2 separate regions of the Bicyclus anynana genome follow, and region 2 is linked to region 1. Evidence: chromatin contacts called from public Hi-C data. All regions are on one chromosome and are shown on one strand. Each heading gives the region's core, a stretch centred on a gene start, on an enhancer-like site or on the middle of the called end of the contact. The rest is flanking DNA. Distances are from core to core; before and after follow the strand shown.

Region 1 (4,439 bases), core at 293-2,792:
ATGAAAAATTCATAAATAAAAAACGGGCAAAGTGCGAGTCGGACTGGCGCACGGTTTTCCGTACTACACTAATATTTTAATAGAGGAAAGATTTAGATTTTTGTATGAAACAAACGAATACATTCAAAAATTACTAAACCGATTTAAAAAAAAATCTTTCACCAATTGGAAGCTTCCGTGCCTCTGAGTCACGTTAAGCTGTCGATTATTATCGATATCTGGTAGTGGTCGTTAATGATTTTAACACTATCATACAAAGCTCGTATAAGAGAGCCATGATGGCCCAGTGGATATGAGCCTCTGCCACCGAATTCGGAGGTTGATGGTTCGAATCCGGTCCGGGACAAGCACCTCCAAATTTTCAGTTGTGTGTATTTTAAGAAATTAAATATCACGACGTGTCTCAAACGGTGAAGAAAAAACATCCTGAGGAAACCTGCATACCATAGAATTTTCTTAATTCTCTGCGTGTGTGAAGTCTGCCAATCCGCATTGGGCCAGCGTGGACTATTGGCCTAACCCTTCTCATTCTGAAAGGACATTCGAGCTCAGCAGTGAGCCGAATATGGGTTGATAATGATGATTATGATGGACTATTACGGTACCTTCTGAGTGCCTACGGACAAACAGCCGAGTCTCAGCAATAAGGTCCCGTTTTTATCCTTTGAGTACGGAATTCTAAAAATCCACTGCTGTGGCTTATCCGATGAATTCTATATAATCACGGCAGCTCTCAGGTTTAAGTGATCACCGGGCGGCGACGTGCCTCGAACACGAAATGATTTTGCATCGCCACCTGGGACTTCCAACTTGGCATGAATATAGCAAATGAATTAACAATGGATTATAAAAATGGAACGTACTTTGTATTATTTTCATTCCAGCGGGTTTTGTTTCTCTATAAATTAAATGTGTTATTTTTTACACATTTTATAAAATATTGTAAGTTTATTTGCACTGGGTAAGCTGTGCTGTTTCTATTTTGCCTTTGGTGATTGGGAAGGGATGAACCACAATACTATTGTTCTTTGTTGCGGTTTATGTTATAATAGGTACGAATAGGTTCATACGAGAGAACTGGTCGCATATAATCGAAGTCAAATGAATTACCTAAGTCAAAATTAATCAAAAAGAATATTTGACAATTTCCACCACCATTCACTAGTCAAAAATACCTAATAATTAAAGTACAGTTAGACAAGTAGGTACATTATTTTAAAACAATAAAACAATTAGGGCTGCATAAAAAGATCGAGATCAAGTCGTGGTAATACACATTACCAGGTCGTGGCTTCGAATACACATTTTCATCTGAACAAACTCCATTAGCTGCTACTCGTATACTACAGATTGCACAAAAGGTACAATTGTAATTTCATAAGGTACAATTTGTAATTTGTTACAATTGGGAAGTAATTTCGAAATGCGAAAGCAAAGGTCGATAGATAGATCGGCGGCGGGCGGCGGTCCCACTAATCGATCGTGTCTGTGTGCACACTTACTGCACTCGTCCCGTCCGTGTCCTGTTGCCGTCTCGCTCGCAACCACCCCTTCCCACATAAATCCATCCCTCTCATCGTAACTCATCGTCCCTAACCACCCGGCAGTTGCTGCCTCCCTGGTCCTCCGTATTTAGACACTGCAGACCTTCAATACGTAGATGAACTGTCATATCAAAAATGGATGGATACAAATGGATGTAAATGATCCTATTTTATTTCATAAAGTAAAACAAAAAGCAACTTCTTTGTCATCTTATTTGAACAGAGCCATGCCTCATCCATCCATTCATCATTATGGATATCTACGGAGCATAAATCTACAATGCGGGTTGGTACTTATGCTTAGACTAATAATATTTGACTATTTAATTATCACTATCAGATATTAGTCATAATTACCAGCACTGACTACATAACCTCTGGCATAACGCACTCTCCGATGCATGAGGATGTGACAACACCAATTTCCCAACTTTAGACCCAGGACTCGAACCCAGGCCTTCGTGATCCGAAGCTACATAGTCTTGCCACTTGACACAAGGAGCAGTTACTTTTGTGATTAAATTTTTTTTAAAGTGGTGTAATAGGTCTTGAAAGTTTACATTGATTTCCATGCGGACGAAGTCACAGGCGTCCGCTAGTGTAGAAGAGAAGTATAGACAACTACCTGGGCACTTACGTTTAGTCGACGACTTTTAACAGTTAGGTATTATCATTATGAGACCTAATAAAGTTTATCGTAATTTGGCTCGTGGTTGGTAATTCGGACAGCACCTGATGTAAACGGGGCATTTGCGCGAAGTTTGCTAACTAATTTAGACTTAATTGTATTTAACAATTATTTCACCGTTACTCCTGAATACCTGGTATGCACGGTGCTTAAACGTGTTTCATCTATTTAATATGCTAGTTGACACTTTTTAAAATGGTCTTAAATAGTACATTATCGTTTTACTAGATATTTTGTTGAGACGTTATTACATGATTTATTTTTTTTAATTTTTTTAGACAATACGAGCCAAAACGCCTGTCATCCATGATGGTTTATATTTCAACTGTTTCACATGACGTCACGTTAACAAATCCTTTACAAACGGAGTGTTTGACAAAAATATTATTTTGACATTTTGCACATAAGTCACCAAGTAACATTGAAACGTCACAAAATAGACGACAGCGTTTTTTCCGTTTGAAAAATTTTAAAAAATATCTACATATTTTTTAAATTAAGTTTCATAAGAAATCCTTAACTTCTATTAATTAATATCGATATATTTCAGACCCTTATTCCATGTACTACACGAAATTAATATTGTTTATATTAAATTTGATATGAGTCAACTACCCTATTCAGACAGCACCTGATGTAAATTGGACATAATTTGCGCGAAGTGCCCAAACAAATTTAAATTCAAGACGTTCATTTACACGAGCAGCAACTGCTACCGACGACTGCAGTTGGCGACATCTCGACAGCAGTCGCCGATTGCAGTCAACTGCAGTCAACGGCAGTCGTTAGCAGTTGCTGCTCGTGTAAACGAACCCTTAATTGTATTTCACCGTTACTCGTGAATTAGGTGGTATGCACGGTGCACAAACTTGTTTCATCTACTTTCAATTGTTTGGAGGCCTTGGTTCTAACTAAGGAGTAGCACTGGCATTTGGTATCGGTGACTGCGCCTGCTTACATAACCCACCTGCCATATCGGGCCGAACCTCGCTCGCTCGCCCATTCTATGAATTACTTATAGGTCGTAGACCTTAGGCATTATTTCAATCCACTTGGCACACGATACAGCATTGGTGACTAGGTTTACTTAGATTACATATTGTAAGTAATTTATGATATGTAATAAAAATAAATCTTATACCATTATGGTGTAGTAGGTACCTACTATATTTTATTAATAGCTAATATACGTATAATAAGTTTTTAACAATAATAAGTACACGCCACTTACAGTAATTTGTCCTAATATAATTTCCTAAGCCTAAGGTTGCCTGGAAGAGATCGCTACTAAGCGATAAGGCCGCCTTTTGTATTCTACTTCTTATGTTTCTATTTTGCTTGTTTTTTAATTATTGTAGTGTAGAAATAAAGAGTGTTAAATAAGATTTTTTATATTAAAAAATATTTGAATGTATTATCTACCGACAGAATGTTTAGTCAAATAATATCTACCTACCTTCAACTTTTTAATAACATCTAATGATAATTGATGGTCAAGATACTCTATAATAATTGTATAATCGCTCATTAGAGCATCACTTCGAAAACACTCACGCCTCATATGCTTATACCCGGTCAAGCTTCGCTTTGACTTCATCCACATTGGCTAGTACTCAAGCAACCAATAAGTTATGTGCGACAAACATGAACTTTATCCGCTTATAATAAGAATATCAGCGGCAACGATATACTTCAAAGCGATACGGTGGTAATAAACAATAACTCTCATATATACCTAAGCTTTCTAAAGTCCCACTTGTCAATTAAAACAACCTACTGAATAAACTTTTATAACAAAAATTCAAATGAAACACTTCAAGGTAATCTATGTGTATTAAGAGAAAATAAAGGAATCCTAAAAAATCTTTGCTTTTCTTTCAAGGCATTTTTAGATAGGGTTAGCCGAGCTACTGAAGTTACTTCGTTTTCCGCGTTTTTGTCTTTAAATCCTTTAGCATCCCTAAGGAGTCGACCGCGGGTGAATGGGGAGCCTACTTTAAACACTCCGGCACTCTACAACTGTGCTAACACCCCGATAAAATTTAAACGTGCTTTTGCTTCATCTTGTTAAAAAACTGAATTACTTTTTAAGTACACTTGACAGAAAATTCAGGGGTAGCGAAGCGTGAAGCTCAAACATTTACGGGTATATATGGTTATATTTATGAAAAGTATCATCGCTGAAGTTTCGGTTATTAATGGTAATA
Region 2 (4,009 bases), core at 1,023-3,522, 58 kb before region 1:
CTGCGGCTCTAGATGTCAATGATCCAGGAATGCCACCCTTTACATCTTTTTGCTATTCTGTGAAGATCAAAACCAACAAACGCGTCTTTCATAGTTTTGTCCGGCTTGCATAAAATATCACATACTTACGTACCACAAAGTTTTGTCAATAGGTACATAAATCATGAATTTATATTTTTTCCCTGGGCCCTAATACTATAACATGCCCAGGTGTCCAGGCTTTGGCCATCTGAATGTAGCTTACCTATGTCGAAATCAACGGGCACCTATCGAGTGTATCCTCCAAGGTGGTCTATTAGAGTCAATACTTTTCCTCCTATACCATGGCCATCTGCTAGTTTCATCTAGTGACACAAAACATAACAACTTCCTTTGTATAGTACAAAAACAGAACAAACCTTGCAGGCTACCATAGAGCCATGGCGCTCAGCCTTGAACCGGTCTTGAAGTAAGCCATTGTTCCTTTCATCTCACCCCATAGTATCCACACGTGCGGTGCTCTGTTCACATGAATGGCCCGCCGAGAGTATTTATTATTTCTGTATTAATAATGGGGAACTGGACACGAAATTGCGCAAGTAATGCGTAATTCTTTTATTTGAATAACTCTTAAGAAACTCGTAATCTTTTTTATGTATTTATGAGTTAGACTAGCGGACGCCCGCGACTTCAGGTGAAATTTAGCTTTTCACAAATCCCGCGGAAAATATGGATTTTTCCGTTATGAAATAACCTTATGTTGCTCAATTACTTCTTCTATCTTCCAGTAGAAGTCCCATTAAAAACCGGTCAGCTGTTCCAAAGATTAGATTAGGTTCCGAACAAACAGGTGGATAGACAAAAATTTTAAAAAAGCTTGGTTGGTTTTGGTTTTGTGTAAATAGCTATTGGTAAGTACTTGATAAAACACAATTATCTTTGAAATCACAGGTTTTATGTTTTATTTATTTGTATAGGTATTGAGTATTAATGATAGTACCTAGTTAGGGGTAACAGAATAGGGTACCTCGTTGACTCATGTCAAATTTAATATAAAATAATATTAATTTTGTATAGTAAGTAGGTACATGGAATAAGAGTCCGAACACCGAAATATATCGATATCTATATAACTATAGAAAAATGAATCCATACATCTCTTGATCACGCCATCACGCGTGAACAGCTGGACCGATTTCACTATTTTTTTGATGTGTTTGTCATTGTCAGGAGAAGGTTCTTATGACAGACAAACGGCCCTATAAACCGAGGTCCGAGTCGCAGAGGATACTTAGAAAGTCGTTTCGGCCATTTACTCTGCTGCTGCCTTCGGGCCCCATCAGGTGATGCTTTTGCGTTCACCCAAACCCCCTGAGGTTACGCCGCTGAGGTCCCATTATGAAGCTTACTACACCTACATAATCAGAAAAAAAACAAATAGGTATATACAGAAACGCTAGTGTGTTAGAACTCATATCATTTCTATAATTGTAAACATTTTAATATCAACATAACAAATACCAAGATAATAATAACAAGATGAGTCACGAGCTAAATTAAGTTTTAAATACCTAACGCACCAGCAGAGTATGATTTGTAGTTAACTGCAGATCATAAACTTAATTACAATAGCTATTTATTTTTAATAAAAAGTTTCTATGGTAACCAGTTTAGACGTAATCTTAATTAAATTGGTTCTGTAAGAATTTTAAAAGGATTTAGAGATAAACCTTTGAATAAATTATTTAAATTAGCTTAGTAAATGAATTAAATTAGGTATTTTTCATAAGTAGGTATTCTGGTGGAAGTGCAAGGTTGGTCAAATATCTGAAAAGCTATGATTAAGAACACGAGGATTCGGGTCCAGGGAACTTGGGGTGTGTCACTAAAATAATAAATAGGTATTATTTCATACACTACTGCTCGGTATTAATAATTTAAAAATTAAACTATCGACTAACCAACGATGTACTACATTGTACCTAAAGTAACAGAATGTTATTAGTAGCGTAAGTGATTCGGGTAGGATAAAAAAAGTGAATAGCAATTGCATTTTTTGGCACCGCTGCAGTCGTCGGCGCGGCAGGCTCGGTCCGCGGTTCCGCCATCGACCGCCGCTGCGTCGCTGTCGCTAGTCGCTACCCGGGCCCGGGCACGGGTAGGGCCCCGGTACCGCGCGAAAGTGAAAATTCGCTAGGCACTTTCTCCCCACCCGGGCCGTCGCGCGTCGGCCGCATCGCCCCGCCCCTCGCTGCACCCCCGCGCCCCCGCGGCCCCCGCGCCGCAAGGTCAGCCCCGCGTGCAGGCGGGTGGCGCGGCGGCGGCGCGGCGACGCGCTGCGCTCTTGAAATTTCGCTTTCGTTCACTCGCGGTTATTAGTCGGCCGCGCGCGCTCCGGCAAGCATGTGTTTCGCGTGACGCGTTCCGATACACCGCGGCGGCACGTTCGATTTCGTTGAGTCGATCGTGGTGCAGCATGGCTCCGCGACGGCAGGGCGCTACCGGCGAGCGGGAGTCCGACGACTCCCACGGCTGCTGCGTGCCCGGCGAGTGCCTGCGCCCCCGGGAGCCCGTGCGCGTGGAAGACGCTATCCGCGTGCTCTGCAACAACGACACGTGCGCCGTCGGCCGGTACATGCACAGAGAGTGCTTCGAGCAATGGGAGGCCGGCGTGCTCGCTTACCTCAAGTCCTGTGGCCGCGCACGATCGTGGTCCGAGAGGCAGAGACACCAGAATCTGTGGACGAAGAAGGGCTATGACTTGGCGTTCAAAGCGTGCGGCTGCCGGTGCGGTCGCGGCCACTTGAAGAAAGACTTAGACTGGACTCCGCCCGGCACGGCGATCAGAGCGGACGATGAGAAGAAGAAACGCAGGAGGGCACGGCCGGGCCGCACGCCAGCGCCGGTCGACGTCCGCTCCCGGGCCTTCAGCCTCTCGAGCTCAGGTTCCTGCTCTCCGCCGTCCGCTTCCTCGGAGCCGTCTGCGAGCCCCACACACGCGCCACCGCTCAACTTGACTCCCGCGAAAAGGAACTCGAAACCCGAACTCGTTTCCGACAGGATCAGGTAAGCAATACATATTAATCTGACAAGCAGCACGTTTTGTCACCGATACTGACGCAACTACAACTCAGTAAACACAGGCGTCATGACAACTTTGTATGATGAATAATTGAAAAGGTGGGTAGACATGGTGGTATTTGAGCCGGAGTGAGTTGTTAGAAGTCCGATCATGTCCGCGGCTCACACTGGGTTGCATATGGATAAAATAATAATGCAATCACGCCTTATTTTGTAAGATTGGCGGTAAGTGGCGCCGGCCGCGCAAATGGCCACACCTACGCAAAAATATGTTTTCTATACAAGAGTACGAGCGACGCCTACGGTGCCTCGAACGCCGGTTGTTTATGTATTAAATCGTTAAGAGCCGCATAATTGGCGGGGAACTGGTTATCGGGTCTCGGAGCTTGTCTTGTTCGAAAACCGGACCCCTTGGGCCTTTTCTATGCATTGAATTAAGATACAAAATTAGATAGCACGTTTCTGTGTAATAGAAACTAATGGTGGGAACACCTACCCAGGTTAATTGCAATTAGAATGTACACCTATCGAGGTGTTACAGTTATAAAAGCAGACACCAGGAATAATCTATGTCTAGGTTGTCCTAAATCGTAACACGGTGAAAATCGTACACCGGCAGTAGTAGGTAAGAATATGAACTTATCATATTTTTTCATAGACCAACTTTACTCATTTTGTCAATATTTAAAATACCACCACCGCGGTTCCACCATCGTTCCATTCCCGTAGGAAAACGTAGTTTTAATCACTGAAAGAAATTTTTAAATCGGTCGTCATTTATTTTGGAGCCTAGGTAGGTACATACAGGCTATAAAATCTTACCTCATAAATTAGTTAAAATTGCGTGTAGTCCTACCTACCCAATTTAATTCCTGTCACTGTACAGGTAGGTAAGAACTCCTATTTTAAAATATTGACTGTAACGCCAGCCACACACGGTCATGTTAAA

What was found. Hi-C and Micro-C count contacts between places; a contact is called where the count stands out from the background.
Region 2: a contact with region 1 is called in a Hi-C map of whole body, with 1.5 times the contacts expected there. The contact joins the promoter of LOC112058315 here to the enhancer-like site in region 1. A contact is called at or near these places in 2 of 2 Hi-C or Micro-C datasets (whole body and whole larva).

What each region holds. Positions count from the first base shown.
Region 1 is chr9:5,670,799-5,675,237 of ilBicAnyn1.1, reverse strand. All of the region lies in intron 2 of LOC112058315 (headcase protein), which reads left to right. Among protein-coding and RNA genes, the nearest start is that of LOC112058315, 59 kb to the left of the region's middle. Within about 2 kb of position 1,542, at least 7 of the 8 cell types and tissues checked have open chromatin away from gene starts, as enhancers often do.
Region 2 is chr9:5,729,867-5,733,875 of ilBicAnyn1.1, reverse strand. It overlaps LOC112058315 (headcase protein), which reads left to right and starts at 2,272. Exons shown (of 5, transcript XM_024099037.2): 1 at 2,272-3,045. The coding sequence starts at 2,456.